Linked DNA regions of Mus musculus: all the other regions are linked to region 1. A link is a contact called in public HiChIP or PLAC-seq and promoter capture Hi-C data. All regions are on one chromosome and are shown on one strand. Each heading gives the region's core, a stretch centred on a gene start, on an enhancer-like site or on the middle of the called end of the contact. The rest is flanking DNA. Distances are from core to core; before and after follow the strand shown. Region 1 holds the start of Slc35d3 (solute carrier family 35, member D3). Region 2 holds the start of 4930444F02Rik (RIKEN cDNA 4930444F02 gene). Region 3 holds the start of Aldh8a1 (aldehyde dehydrogenase 8 family, member A1). Region 4 holds the start of Arfgef3 (ARFGEF family member 3).

Region 1 (3,225 bases), core at 424-2,923:
TCTTGATCCCTGTATATTTTGAATATACTCTTAAACTATACTCATAATTTGTATGACTACCTCAGCCTTTCCTAAACCCTTGTCAACCAGAGTCTCTTAAATAGCTAGTAGTGTGTAACCACAGCTTACAGTAATAAAACTGAAGCGTTCCCAGGGGAACCAAAGCCCAAGAGCTACTGGGGAACCGGAAACTTTGAAGCACAGTGCAGCTAGGGGTTATTCCTGCAAAGTCAGCTTTGCGGGGACCCATACTTACCTGAGTGCACACCTGTCAGGGACACAGCAGGTGGCTGTGCTGGGCGCTAGCCTAAGCCTGCCTATGGCTGAGATGGTGTGCTTTCTCACGAGAGCACCCACAATACAAAAGCTGGCCCACATGAGAAACTGCAGTGAACCTGGTTCTAATTCCTGTTCCAATTTCTTCCTCCTGCTGAGCTTATAATCCGTTTCTACATCTGTACCCCACGGTTGGGTGCATCATAGAAGTGGAAAACCATAAAGATAAAAGATTTCGAGGAAATGTACCCATGTGCCCAGGCAAGGAGATGTGGTGTTTAAAGGTTTGAAATTCCAGTCGTTAAGAGATGAGACCCCAGTGACTGAAAGGGACGTGACACAGAGACCAGAGACCTCAAATCCTTAGCTTCTCAGCGGAAGCTTGGACATCACTATAAATTTTAAATAGCATGGGAAAAAAAAAAAAAAAAAAAAAAAAACGACTGTAGCTGGCAATTACAGAAGCCAAGCTAGTGGCTCTGCGCTGCTGAGTTTTCTGAGGGTCAGAACGTAACTTGCCTGCAAGTGAATTCAGATCAAAGCCTCACTGGGGTGGGGGTGGAAGGACCTGGAGCGAGTGGGGGTGGGGGTAGTCACAAAAGGTAAAGTAGGGAGGAACACATGCGCACTTTTCACAATGGGGCAGAGGAGTGCTCTCTGGCGAGGGAAAGTGGTACCCACACAATCCTACTATCTGAAGCCGGTTCCCTGGAATTCAAAAACCGTTCTCCGGAACACCTGGACAGGGTGGAGTGTCTATGGTTCATCCTTGCGTCACACACCCTCTGCTTTCTCCCTTTCGTCATTTCAGCAGTCCATCTATCTCTACCTGGCCTCTGGGCTCCTTCCCCTCACGCTCCTTCACTGCTAGTACTATCAGCTTGCCCTCGGTTAGTGTCTGCTTTTGCCTATTTTATATCTTTGCCTAAATTAAGTGTGTCCCTCCATTCCCACGACCCGATGCCCAGACGCCATTCTCCATAAGGAAAGCTCCTGCAGCGCCACGCAGGATCTCAGGACCTTTTCTGGGAGGGGCGCAGAACCCAAGCTCACAGCCTGGCACCAGAAAAGGCCAACTTCGGGGCTCCAAAGCACTCCCCAGCAGCTGGTTCTTTTAAGGCCCTGGGATCTAATGTCAGGGGGCCCGCCGCCCTCCAGCACCGACGTGTCTCATTTCCCGTGCAGCGCTGAGAGAGACCGTGGGTGGAAAATCCGCTGCAACTCGCGGGCCACCGGGCTGGGGGCGCCGTCACTTGTTGCGACCAATGAACGGTGCTCAGTGCTGGAGCGTTGTTTCTAATACCGTCTTTAGCTGTGCAGGGGATCCCCCAGCACGCACCCCGCTGCTCTGCCACTGTGGGAAGGGAGGAGGTGCCGCGCCCGGAGAGCCGACCCCGGTGGGCGCTGGATGCCCCAGGGAAGCAGGCTCCACCCGCCCCGCGGCAGCCGCCTCAGCAGGTCCAGTCCGCACTCCGCAGAGCATCCTTCTGACCCAGGAACCACACGGGACACAGCTCATCAGGGATCCTCACCTACTTCCAAGTCGCGGTCTCTAGGATTCCCGCCACTCCTCTCACACCCGTCCCCCACCCCTGCCACTTTTCGGAGTCCCCCGCCCCCGCCTCCCGGCATCTGCGGGGCAGTCGCACGCGGAGCTGCTGAGCCGGGAGGACGCCCGGCTGGAGCTGCCCTCCGCAGCCCAGCCCGCACTCCCTGCCCTTCGCTTCGTCCCGCCGCCCGGCCCGCGCCCCCGCTGCCCTCGCTCTGCGCCTCCCCGCCGACCTCCTGCGAGTCTCGAGCTCCGCCACGGCGGGGTACGGCGGGGCCGGCGCGATGCGGCAGCTGTGCCGGGGCCGCGTGCTGGGCATCTCGGTGGCGATCGCGCACGGGGTCTTTTCTGGCTCCCTCAACATCCTGCTCAAGTTCCTCATCAGCCGCTACCAGTTCTCCTTCCTGACCCTGGTGCAGTGCCTGACCAGCTCCACCGCCGCGCTGAGCCTGGAGCTGCTGCGGCGCCTGGGGCTCATTGCCGTGCCCCCCTTCGGCCTGAGCCTAGCTCGCTCCTTCGCTGGGGTTGCCGTGCTCTCCACGCTGCAGTCCAGTCTCACTCTCTGGTCGCTGCGCGGCCTCAGCCTGCCCATGTACGTAGTCTTCAAGCGCTGCCTGCCCCTAGTCACCATGCTCATCGGTGTGCTGGTGCTCAAGAACGGCGCGCCCTCGCCCGGAGTGCTAGCGGCCGTGCTCATCACCACCTGCGGCGCCGCCCTGGCAGGTGAGCGGGACCCGCGTCAACCCTGGTCCACCCAACCCACCCGGTAGAGACCGCTGGGACCACTCGGTGCAACGCCCTCACTGCCAGATGGGGATACTGAGGCAGGGAGCTTTGAGTGGTCCTTGGGATCACAAAAGGGACTTTTCTTCTGAGACCCAGCGCAGCCTCTCTCAGCCTTCAAGCCTCCTCCATCAGCCCTGCCCCCCAGGTGTCCAGGCTTCCGCCACCCCACCCCCACCCCTTTCCTCCCCCACCCGGGTCTTTCTTGTTCAGCCCCTTCCTCAGGAGGGATGGAGAGTCGCCAGCGCAGAGAACTGGAGTCCAGCCCTGCACTGAGCCGGAAGGAAGGGGGCCGGGAACTTCCTCGGATCACGCGGGGTTGGGGAGCTGGAGAGACGGGAGTGAAGCCTGAGCAACCTGGGCTCAGTACCCGGGCCCTAGGCAAAAGGAACCGCCCCGGGGCTCAAGGGCAGGAGGGGCGGGGAGGACCCCCGGGGAATCCAGCTGCGGGCAGAGGGGAAACACTCTTTCCGGGGCCGTGCCCGCACTCGGTTGAGGCCGCTAGCTGGGGTTCCCTGTCCCTTCCGGTGCCCACGGGGCGGGAACCACCCTCCCAGGTGGCCTCCGTGCAGGCTTCAGGGACCCCAAGGAGCCTACCCAGAGAGCATCTGATCTCC
Region 2 (3,244 bases), core at 101-2,600, 1.0 Mb after region 1:
TGACAAAAGCAAAGAGAGCATTTAATTTAGCTATAATGTAAAGATACTTTCCACAGGGAATAGACACTTCTTGCTTTTCTTTTCCTTGTTGTGAAATGAAAGATCTGATCCACCAGTGGATGGAACAGGGTAACCGAGAACGTATGTCATCCAGCGAGGACCATCACTCTTGAATGTTCAGAGGATGAGTTAATTTATGTGGAATTCAGAGTTTTCACGCACATTGACACATAATAAATTGTATTACATTTTAAATGCCAACATAAAACAATAAAATCAGGAGACAGACGTAGAGGTGTGGATTAAAGGAAAAGTATTTGCCTGCATGATGTGTTAAGTGTATATTCCCAGCATCACAAAAACAACTTAAGAAAATTCTACAACTCTCATGTACCTACACCCTTAAGTATTTTTGCAATGTTTTAACTTAGCACTATGTTTTAAGAAGGCAGAATCTTCCAAAGATGGCTGGCATGGTTGAGTACTTAGCTCACTGAAAGGGTGAATAAAAATATAATGGCTCCAATCTATTAACTAGCTAGCTTGTCCAGTGATGTGTAATGTCTACACTCCGGAGGCTGAGGCAGGAGGAGCACCATGATTCAAGGCCAGCCTGATCTCTGCACTAATTTCTATGCCAAGTTTGGGAGGAGGAGCCAGGGGAAAGCTGCCTTTGGTATTGTTTGGGGAGTTTACGATCAGTGTGAGGTTGGAGGTTTCTAAAGCCCTAAAGCCCACGGTTTCTACTGTGTCTTTTGCTTATGTCCAGAAAATGCTTTCTGGATTTCTACAGAAAAGGACACCTTTGGACATCAGTGTGCTTTAGGAAGCAAGACCGGAGCAACGGGAGTTGAACAGTTTGTCTATACTGCAAGATTGTGCCAGGGAAAAACATAGCTGGGCATTAAGAACCACTCCGGGACTGGCTGGCATTACACCTACACTGAAGTAGCTGTGACAACAAAATACCAGTGATTTGTGCCTCACTGAGTTTCCACACGTGGTGAAAAATTCAGGAAGGCTGGGGTCATCAGATGACTGAGTTCCAATGAGCTGAACAATCCCAGTCCACTACAGGTACCTCATGCTGTGAACAGGGATGCCCCAGGTAGAAGGGGCTTGCTTGAAAGTATTTAGCTGAGGTGAGGGGCAGGCCAGGGCTGGGCTAGGGGCGGAACTAGGAGGAGTGGGGTGTAACCACAAGATGGGGGTGGGCTGGAGAGACAGAGCAAACATTCTTGGCTGTTGCAAGGTCTGCAAACTTTCACAGATCAGCCAGTGGTGTTAGGTCCTTTGGTCACATGCCACAGGAGCGCGCGCCCTCCTCACCAACGGTCCCACTGGTCTTCACTAACCGCAGAGCTGAGGCCAGTGCAGGCTCCTCTGCCTCCTACCGCCCAGGGCAAGCTTAGGAGGTGTCCTAAACCTGCCTAAATTGCCAGGGCAACTGTGAGGCAATGCACAGAAGCTCACTCGGCCACAGGGTGATACAGTGGACCCACGCAGAGCCAAGGAAGCTGCACAGGGACAAGGGCTGATGATATTGAAAGTTCATATGGATCAGGTGAATGTTTTCACGGTTACAGTTGGTCCACATAGGGACTATTCACAGAAACACTATGGGCATCGGAATGAATATGCTTAGCTTGGGCCGTGGGTGGTAAATTGTTAGCTTGTAAATTTTAGAAAAATGGCTATTTAATAAGTATTTAGTGCTTACTCTGTACAACGTGAGAGGCGTGTCCAACTTAATACTGAGAAAATGTTTGTAGAAAAGTAAATTTACCTGGACAGATTACTACTAAGATTGCTTCTCTTGTGTGTCGCGTAGCAATCCTGTGAAGAGGGAGAGTTCTTTTGGGTACTTAAAACAACAACAAAAAGCAACAAAAAACAAAAAAACATTGTATTATTGGTTATGAAACCAATTATATGAAACCAACCCACAAAGCTGCTTTTGGTGAAGGGTTTTATTTGCTAGACAAATATTAGTTATATAGGCAAAGTTAGCAAATACTTGAAGCATTAATAATAGGTCATAGGAAAATATGCTTTCTTAAATGGCCATGGCAGTTGTGAAGAAAAGACTACGAATCTTTTTAAGAGTTCCTTCCATCTGTGGAGAATCCATCTTACAATAATATATATATATATATATATATATATATATATACACACACACACACATGTATTAACATATACATTGTGAGTGAATATGTTTCGGTGTGTTCATAAATGTACTACAAGCTACATATATCCCTAGACCTACAGCAACTCACTTTGAACAGCAGGCTGGCCCCGAACTCACATAGATTGGCCTGCCTCTGCCTCCTGGGTGCTGGGATTAAAGGTATGCACTACCACACCCAACTCTTTATTAATGTTTTTAAAGTCCCTTTCAGAACACTGCATCTGCATGTTCCATAGATACATATATTATATACACACACACATGTGTAGGTGACTTGTATTTTTATTCTGTTAACAGTGTGTTTCCCACCAGAACCAGATGTGAATACCCTTTCACTGAAAACTCCATGTTCTTTGGCTTCAGGAAAGAGCAAAATCAAGCATAGTGCTGCAACTGATCTGGACGCTTCCTTCCTGATGGCTGGCTTTCCTGATGCTGGAATGTGCCTTGCAGGTTCTGGGAGAGAAAAATCATTACAGGCTTAAGTTCCTGTGCTACATGACTGACCTGCTGAGCAATATGCTACTGGAGTGATAGTTTTATGACCGTTAAGGGAATAGTCAGCTGCTTTTGACTGAATTTGAGGTCAGCTACACTTGGAATTCACATTCGGTTCTAGAAAGCTGTTCAGTAACCCTTGGCTGGGCAGCCACTAGGCCCTGCTGTGGAAGGTTCTACTGTTTTGCTAAATGAGCACGTTGCACCCAGCAAATTGCCTTCTAAATAGTTATGTCTATGTCTACGTCTACATATTAGTGCTGCTCTCAGCTTCGGTCACACAAACTTCTTTTTCAGTTAGTGGCAGCTATTGCAGCAGAGACTCAGGGTCAACATGCTAAGAGTTGGTGACTGTTGAAGACTCAGCACTAAATATACATCAATATCATTCCAAGGCTCAGGGACCATTGTGGAAGATGGAGTGGAAAAAAAAATCTAAGAGACAGTAGAGGTAGTGGGAACTGATGGGACTCTGTCTTCAGGCAACATCATGTTCTACACACATGAACTCAGAGCAGCACCTGAACAAGTCTGGGTACCTCAGCATTGCATTAT
Region 3 (3,605 bases), core at 799-3,298, 1.5 Mb before region 1:
CACACACACTGCCACACCAGCAGCATGTAGTTCTAAGGTAGGTCAGATGCTCAACTTGCAAACTCAGAGTCAAATCCATAGACAGGAGCTGGGGGTCAGGAAGAGGAGCACGCACAATCTTTACCAAGGCATCTAAAATGCAGCCTTCAAGTAATTTGGAAAGAGTGATTTTAATTTTAAAAGAGGAGAATTCTCAATCATTTCCCAAAGAACATATTGTTTTTTTATCTAGTGTGGGATAGGAAAGTTGTCTAGATGTGTCAAACTTCCAAAGCTCTTAATTAAGAGCTGACAGTTTATAAAGTCAAGTCTTCACTGTGTGATCACGTCCTACGGCTGTCCCTGGCACTTGAAGTGACTAGCTCATCTCCTAACTCTACACCCCAAGTGCTGAACCCCTGTGAAAAGATCTTTTTGACCTCCATCAGAGTCTTGACCCACAGGCTGAGAACCACTGTTATAGCATAAGTTTCCTCGCCCTACCCATGATAGAGGCTTCTGTTGGAACGGGAGTGTGGGGCTCCCAGGGTAAATAAGCAGATGCCCTCTTGTGGCCAAAACGTGATGCACTCAGAATGCATCTGAGTGCTTTTCTGCCCTCCTGTATGGTTCAGATTAAGTCTACAGGTTGTACTATCTCAGTTTGCACTGCATGCAAGCAAGCGCGCTCGAGCAAGCACGCACACACACACACACACACACACTCACACAGGCCCAAAATTCGGCACATATCTTGTAAAATCAACAAAGACACAGCTTTTGTGGAACCCAAAATATTTGCAAACTGGATTGCTGAGAAAATAAAACATACATATTACTGGAAAAGCAAAAGCAAATATGTTTTATTCTATTTCCTGAAGAAGTGCCAGCCGGTACCACACTCCACCTGCATCTCCTCACTTTGGAAACACCAGGAGATGGAGAAGAGAAGCCTTGGTCTCATGCAGTTTGGGTCATTGGAAGCAAGCAAAATTGCTGGTTACAATGTAACTAACAAGTTACCCAATATTCTTAAACTTTAGTACAGAGTCTAAAGTTGTTTTTTTCCTCTAGAAGACAGATTTAAAATTTACCAGTGAAGAAAAAAAGTTGAATTTTTGAAGAAAAAACTTGGCATATAAGATATATTTATATAGGAAGATTGGAATTATATTATAATCGAGTTGTTTGTGCCTTGAAAAGAATAAACAATGGGCGGTTTGCATTTGGTAACCACACACACATCAGTCACTCAGCACACCAAACATTTTTTATTCTCAGTGCAATAATTCATAACATTAAATATATCTCAAGCATTTTACAAAATTCCCCAAGTGACTTAATTCTTCATAACTAGAAAAGAAAGAAAAAGGAAAGAGAAAGGGACATGAACCCTCATTTTTTAAGTTGTTAAGTTTAATGAAATGACATGAGAGTTTAATTTTCAGCTTCATTACTCAAATAACTGGCTTTATTAGACTGGGTATTCTCAGAGATATGAGGAACTATCAGATGATGGTCTAAAATAAAGTACTGGGCTTTTGTTTTGTTCCCAATTTAAGTTTTCAAGATTTATTTTTATAAACCCATGGAGCCAGTGGGCACTTTGTAGAGAGAAGGATGCATTTCATATCGTAAGAGTTCTCTATAACTATTACAATCTGTCTGAGAATTACAAACATTAAAACCACTGTTCCCACAGCTAACAACTTTCTCTTGAACATAGTAAACTCAGAGCCATTCCAGCTCAGACCAGTCCATTCATATGATAAACTACCTTATAAAATGCTACATTTTCCTTCATCCTCTCCCCTTTAGTTTTAGAAAATGGTTGTCTACAATTTGTCAACACAGTAAATACGTTTTAGTTTCCCAAGTGAATAGACTTACCTCTTCTTTCCCACTGTTTGGAACTTTGCAATAAACTTCCCCTGTTGATGGATCGTAAGAATCTATATATGAGTTACAGGGTAAAAACTTCCCACCTATAAAGTTCTCCAACATCAAAAGTTCCCTTTTTCCAGCCATGTTAGGAAAGTGCCCTCTGTGTACAGCAGCCCTCTGTGACTGCCCTCAGGACTTTGGACACCCTCATCTCACCCCCAGGCCCAGTGTCCTCATTTGCATATCCGAACCTGGGAGGAGGAGACCCGCTGCGCTTCAGAACTTTCCTGATTCCAAACTCGGATGGTTCTTGAAGGCAACTCATGGTCCATTCTGAGAAATGGGCACTGCATTAAACTAACATCAAGTTACATATGTACAATGTCTTCAGATTGTCCTTTCATATCAACTGTGTGTGTGTGTGTGTGTGTGTGTGTGTGTGAGATGATTTTATCGGCACTGCACCATAAGTGCCCACTGTTTAAACACGAAGTGCAAAGCATAAAGAAAATTGGCTCCACAGAATATTGTCCCATGCAGCAATCCTTACTTCCTCCTTTCTAGGGAAGGCATTGAGCCTCTGGAAGGTTACACAATGTGGCCAAGGTCACACATGAACACTCAAGTACTGACAGGAAATGAGAAGAAACTTTAGCTACATTTACACCTAACAGCCTGTGAGTCCATCTCAGGAGGATGCATCCATGTCCCTGTAGGGACTGGCCACAGGAGCAAGGGAGCCGTCTTCACTACCCGGCAATGCCGTGGTTTGAACGCTCAGAATTCGGGCACGTTTAACCCTCCAGTGGCAGTGTTTAAGTGGGCACTCCTGGAGTTAAGGTGCTGCTCACGGCCTCGGTGGTGCCTTCGAAACAGGCTATGGGTCATTTGTGCCTTCTGCCGCAGGAGCACAGCTGCCCTGCCTGGTGAGGAAGTGGCAGAGGCAGGGGATATTTACCATACACAATCTCCTCACACCAACATCATGGGCTTCCCAGTCTCCAGAACAACAAGAATTCAGGTTCTCTCAAGTGATCGATTTTCAGTTATTCTGTCACAGCTGAACAGACCAGCACATGGCCTCTGAGAGGACAGGACACACCACCGTTCACTCTGCTGAGGCTCCATGGATAACCAAACTCTCTTGTGCATCATAGCGCTTGTTTTGTATTTTGCAAGTAACCCTCTGAAGGTCTTGTTCCTTCTGTTCTCCATGTTGCTATCTCCCCATCCTTCCTGTACTTCACGTCTCCACCTACTGACGGCTGTCTGTCGTCTTTGGCGTCCCATTTTCACCACAGTGCATTTGGTGAGAATTTGTTCTTAACCGTGACTGGAAGAGGCTGCTTTTCTACCACTGGCTTTGTCTTTCACCAGTTGTGGAAATGTTTTGGCTGCTGTATTGCTGTGTTTCCATTCTCTGTATTTCTACCTTGTAGAATGTTTAAAATGTAAAGAGAGCATCTTCAATTTCTTACTGACCATGAATCTCCTCCCTCCCTGTCTCTGTCTTTCCCTCCCTCCCTCTCTCCCTCCCTCCTGGCCAGCTTCTTCCCCCTCCTCCTTTGACTCTGAGCTACACTCTCCAAATCTTGCCTCTACTCTCTGTCCGTCCCCCAGCCCCACAACAGGGCTCCTATGGAGCTGACTCCTCCAATGGCAGCACCTGCCCTGAACTCTGTTTCCTCGGCCTGCCAGCCAACACGCCATTCCCTAAGGTCCCTGCAGGCCAAAAGGCAGAA
Region 4 (3,466 bases), core at 917-3,416, 1.1 Mb after region 1:
TTCTGCCATAACTGGTTTTGCAAAAATTTCAATGTATTAGGAAGTATATCCATTTAACTTTTCTTCTTAACCTTTTATGGTTTAATTCTTACATCTAACTCTTTAAACTATCAGTCATTCATTCTGATGCATGGTATAATTCTGATGAATATATTATTCCAAATAGTTAATGCAGTGGTTGAATATGAGGTTTTGTTGTTTGCTTTTTCGCACTAGTAACTTTCCCTCAAAAGATGGCTCCATTGGATGTGTGGATGGTGGGCAGAAGGGCCCTTGGGAACTGGCACTCTGAAGGAACTAAGAGCAGTCAACACCCTGTCCCCGCTGGACACTTCCTTGTGTCACTTTCTTCCCTGGCTGCCTTTCACCCCTGGGATTTCTCCCAGTCTCTCCCTTGTACTAATTCCTCAGACCCTTGTCTTAGGTCCTGTCTGGCCTCTGACAGCAACCACTCACCATATTGAATGGCTCTAAATCATCCCTCCCATCCCAGACATTTCCTGGGAGCTCCTGCCCATAGATAAAACACTATGTATCATTATCTCTTCAATCAGACCATGTTAAATCTGAGCTTGTACACTCCCAAGCCCTTCCTCCATATCATCTTTACCTTACCAAATGGGGCCAACGTCTTCTGACTTCCTAAAGAAAACCAGAATGCTCCCCTCATGCTGCCTCTATCCAGTCTTCTCTATCCAGGCGTCAAACCCTTTGGCAGTGTCTCCCCAAATGTCTCTCTTCCAGACCACCTAAAGTCCAGTTTATTCTAAGGTTGATGTGAAACCTGCTTAAACTCCCCCAAGACATCACTCTCTCTGCAGACAGCATCCCTATCAGTAGAAATATATTTCTAATAAAAACTGAATTTGTGCTGGGTGTGGTGGCACACGTCTTGAAACCCTGCACTCAGGAAGCAGAGCAGAGGTCTCTGTAAATCCAGTCAGCCTGGTCTACAGAGCAAGTTCCAAGACAGCCAGAGCTACTAAATGAGATGCTGGTTTTGGGGGGAAAAATTAAAATACAAAGAACAAAAATTCGCTTCTAAGTCCACCCTCACTACCTGTCACAGCTCTCAGAACAAGGTCATTGCTTTCCAGTCAGGACTCTTGCCTGTAACAGCTGGCAAAGGAAGCACCAGAAGTCACTCAAATAGCAGAGGCTTACTCACTCCCCCCTCCTAGTTTAGTCCCCCTGGCTTCCCTGCCTATCAAAAGCTAACATCAACTGTCTGTGCCAGTGTGTCTCTTCAGAGGGAAACAACCAGTACACGAGGTAAAGGAAGGAAGGGAAGAGATTCTTTTATTATTATTATTATTATTACTATTATTACTTTGACAGTCTCGTGTCCCTCAAGCCCATCTCACACTGACTGTATAGGCAAGGATGACCTTGAACTTCTAACTTTCCTATCTTCACCTGCTGGTACTGAAGGTTTTAAAAAACATCTTTGGATTTGGGCTGTGTGGAATACATTCTTGTTGGCTGGGAAGTAGCTGAGGTCTAATTTCCTTGTGTATATACTGGGCCATTAATTTCTAACATACAGGGCAGTCCCACAGGTTGACTACTGGTCTATTTATAGATTTTAAGTTGTCAGTTAAATCTATTGATTTTTTTTTCTTTTTTCAATTTCTGCCTTAGCTGGTTTGGTAGAAATCTCAATGTACTAAGGGAAGCGTATTCATTTTAATCTTCTAAATCTTTTCTGGTTTAATTTTCACATCGAATTCTCTAATTATTAGAGAGAACTGTATTAGAGTCTAATGTATGCGTGTAATACATTGTAAGCTCCCAGCAGGCAGGCATATGACGTAGTTCTCGCTGGATGGCTCCAACCTTACACAGGGAGGGGACCAGCTGTTTACTATTTACTATTTATTACTATCTACCCCCTAGTGTAGCAGGTCTCAGAGATGCCTGATGCGCCGGCCCAGCAGGTGATTGGCACAAGCGACCAGGCCCCTCCCTGCCTTCCGCCCGTGGATCTCGGTGATTTCCCTAGGGCAGAGACTGGCCGGCAGCCAGCCACAGATCCCCACCTTTGGATGAAGCTTGGTACCCCAGGTCCTCTTGGACGTTAGGTAGACGGCCGGGGCCTCCCGGGTTCCCCTGCTGGTGAGCGCACCTGACCCGGCGGGCGTGGCAACAGGCGTGGCGGCGGGGCTGACGTGGCCTGTGGCGCGGAGCGGGTGTGATTCATCAGCGGCCGCCGAGAGCCATGGGGACGAGTGCCGAGGCCTCCTAGGCGCGTCCCCTGCGCGATCTCGGGGTCGGTGGCCTGGCTCTAGGAAGGCCAAGATGGAAGAGATCCTGAGGAAGCTGCAGAGAGATGCGTCCGGGAGCAAATACAAAGCCATCAAAGAGAGCTGCACCTGGGCCCTGGGTAAGTGAGGGCGATGCGCGGGAGCCGAGGGGCTGCGCAGGGACACCTGCTCCCGGATCACAGGCTCCTCGGGCCCCTGGGCAGGAGGGACTGCCACCGACTATGGGTTATGAATGTTGCCTCGGATACTTAATGCGGGGTATGAAAATCTTGGCTCAGCGTGGGCATCCAGCTGTCTCCATCTGGTTCCCTTACCGCTTCCCAAACCTCTATGGGAACCGTTGCCTTTGCTGTGAGGTAACCTCATTCCTGGTCCCTAGAGCCCATAGACAAGGGTTCCTCTCCCCCCCCCCCCCCCAATAGCCAAGTTAGGACCTCCAGCTTGTATGAAATCAGGGCCCTGGTTTCCAGGGGTATGGAAGAAAAAAGGAAGTTAATTAAAGCAACAGCCCTCTTCTCAAACACTGGTGAGTGGAACCAGGAAGGAAGGCTTGTTTAATTTGATTTTGCTGATAGAAGCCACCTTGCTAAATATTCGCTTTTATGGCTATTGTGCATGGAACATAACAGACTGAAGGAATTGTGTTTCTCTTGCAGTTCGGTTATTGACTTGCCCTCAGACAGGTGGGCTTTTAGTTGTGTGAGCTGTGCTAAAATTGAGATAAGTTCCTGGTAGCAAATGAGCATTTCCCATCCTGTAGGCTGCAGTTCTCAAAATCGGAAAACAAACGGAATGACATGTCAATTAGGCAAGACCAAGGCGCTGAGAATGGGGGGTGGGGGGGGTGGGGGGGGTGGAGTGAACTGTACTATATAGACAGCCCACTAAGCCCCTTGCTTTACCAGAGCCTGCGTGATATGCCTCTGTAACCAGCTAATTAAAAACAACAACAACAACAAAAACCCAGGAACCCCTTCCCTTGAAATAAAAACCAATCGGTGATTGTCATGATTCTGTGCTGTGTGCAACCTGGAAAATAAGGCACAGAAATGCCGTTAGCCGTAGGTCCAACTAAAGACAGAATTCTCATAGTGTTTTAGGTCATGCTGTTCTGACAGAAGGTCCTAATTCACATGTTTGTGCACACATGTGTGTCTGTGTCTCTGTGTGTAGACAATTGTAGCAGCACCATCCTTTGTTTA

What was found. Promoter capture Hi-C pulls out the DNA fragments that hold promoters and counts their contacts. HiChIP or PLAC-seq counts read pairs in DNA pulled down with a chosen protein or histone mark.
Region 2: an H3K27ac HiChIP or PLAC-seq map of embryonic stem cells shows a contact between it and region 1, with 3 times the contacts expected there. The contact joins the promoter of 4930444F02Rik here to the promoter of Slc35d3 in region 1. A contact is called at or near these places in 1 of 115 datasets of contacts at active chromatin or transcription factors (embryonic stem cells) and 1 of 9 other capture datasets (adipose tissue).
Region 3: an HNF4G HiChIP or PLAC-seq map of pancreatic cancer cells shows a contact between it and region 1. The contact joins the promoter of Aldh8a1 here to the promoter of Slc35d3 in region 1. A contact is called at or near these places in 1 of 39 promoter capture datasets (pre-B cells) and 1 of 115 datasets of contacts at active chromatin or transcription factors (pancreatic cancer cells).
Region 4: a contact with region 1 is called in a promoter capture Hi-C map of stem cell-derived epiblast-like cells, with 2.3 times the contacts expected there. The contact joins the promoter of Arfgef3 here to the promoter of Slc35d3 in region 1. A contact is called at or near these places in 3 of 39 promoter capture datasets (the 3T3-L1 cell line, second pharyngeal arch cranial neural crest and stem cell-derived epiblast-like cells).

Annotation. Positions count from the first base shown.
Region 1 is chr10:19,849,907-19,853,131 of GRCm38.p6, reverse strand. Slc35d3 (solute carrier family 35, member D3) reads left to right here and starts at 1,673. Exons shown (of 2, transcript NM_029529.3): 1 at 1,673-2,548. The coding sequence starts at 2,110.
Region 2 is chr10:18,830,036-18,833,279 of GRCm38.p6, reverse strand. 4930444F02Rik (RIKEN cDNA 4930444F02 gene) reads left to right here and starts at 1,350. Exons shown (of 4, transcript NR_102728.1): 1 at 1,350-1,564; 2 at 2,489-3,244. Gm32926 (predicted gene, 32926) reads right to left here. Exons shown (of 5, transcript NR_152783.1): 4 at 1,787-1,836.
Region 3 is chr10:21,375,743-21,379,347 of GRCm38.p6, reverse strand. It overlaps Aldh8a1 (aldehyde dehydrogenase 8 family, member A1), which reads right to left and starts at 2,048. Exons shown (of 7, transcript NM_178713.4): 1 at 1,870-2,048. The coding sequence starts at 2,007.
Region 4 is chr10:18,742,458-18,745,923 of GRCm38.p6, reverse strand. It overlaps Arfgef3 (ARFGEF family member 3), which reads left to right and starts at 2,166. Exons shown (of 34, transcript NM_001033258.4): 1 at 2,166-2,383. The coding sequence starts at 2,299. Gm32926 (predicted gene, 32926) reads right to left here and starts at 2,453. Exons shown (of 5, transcript NR_152783.1): 1 at 2,040-2,453.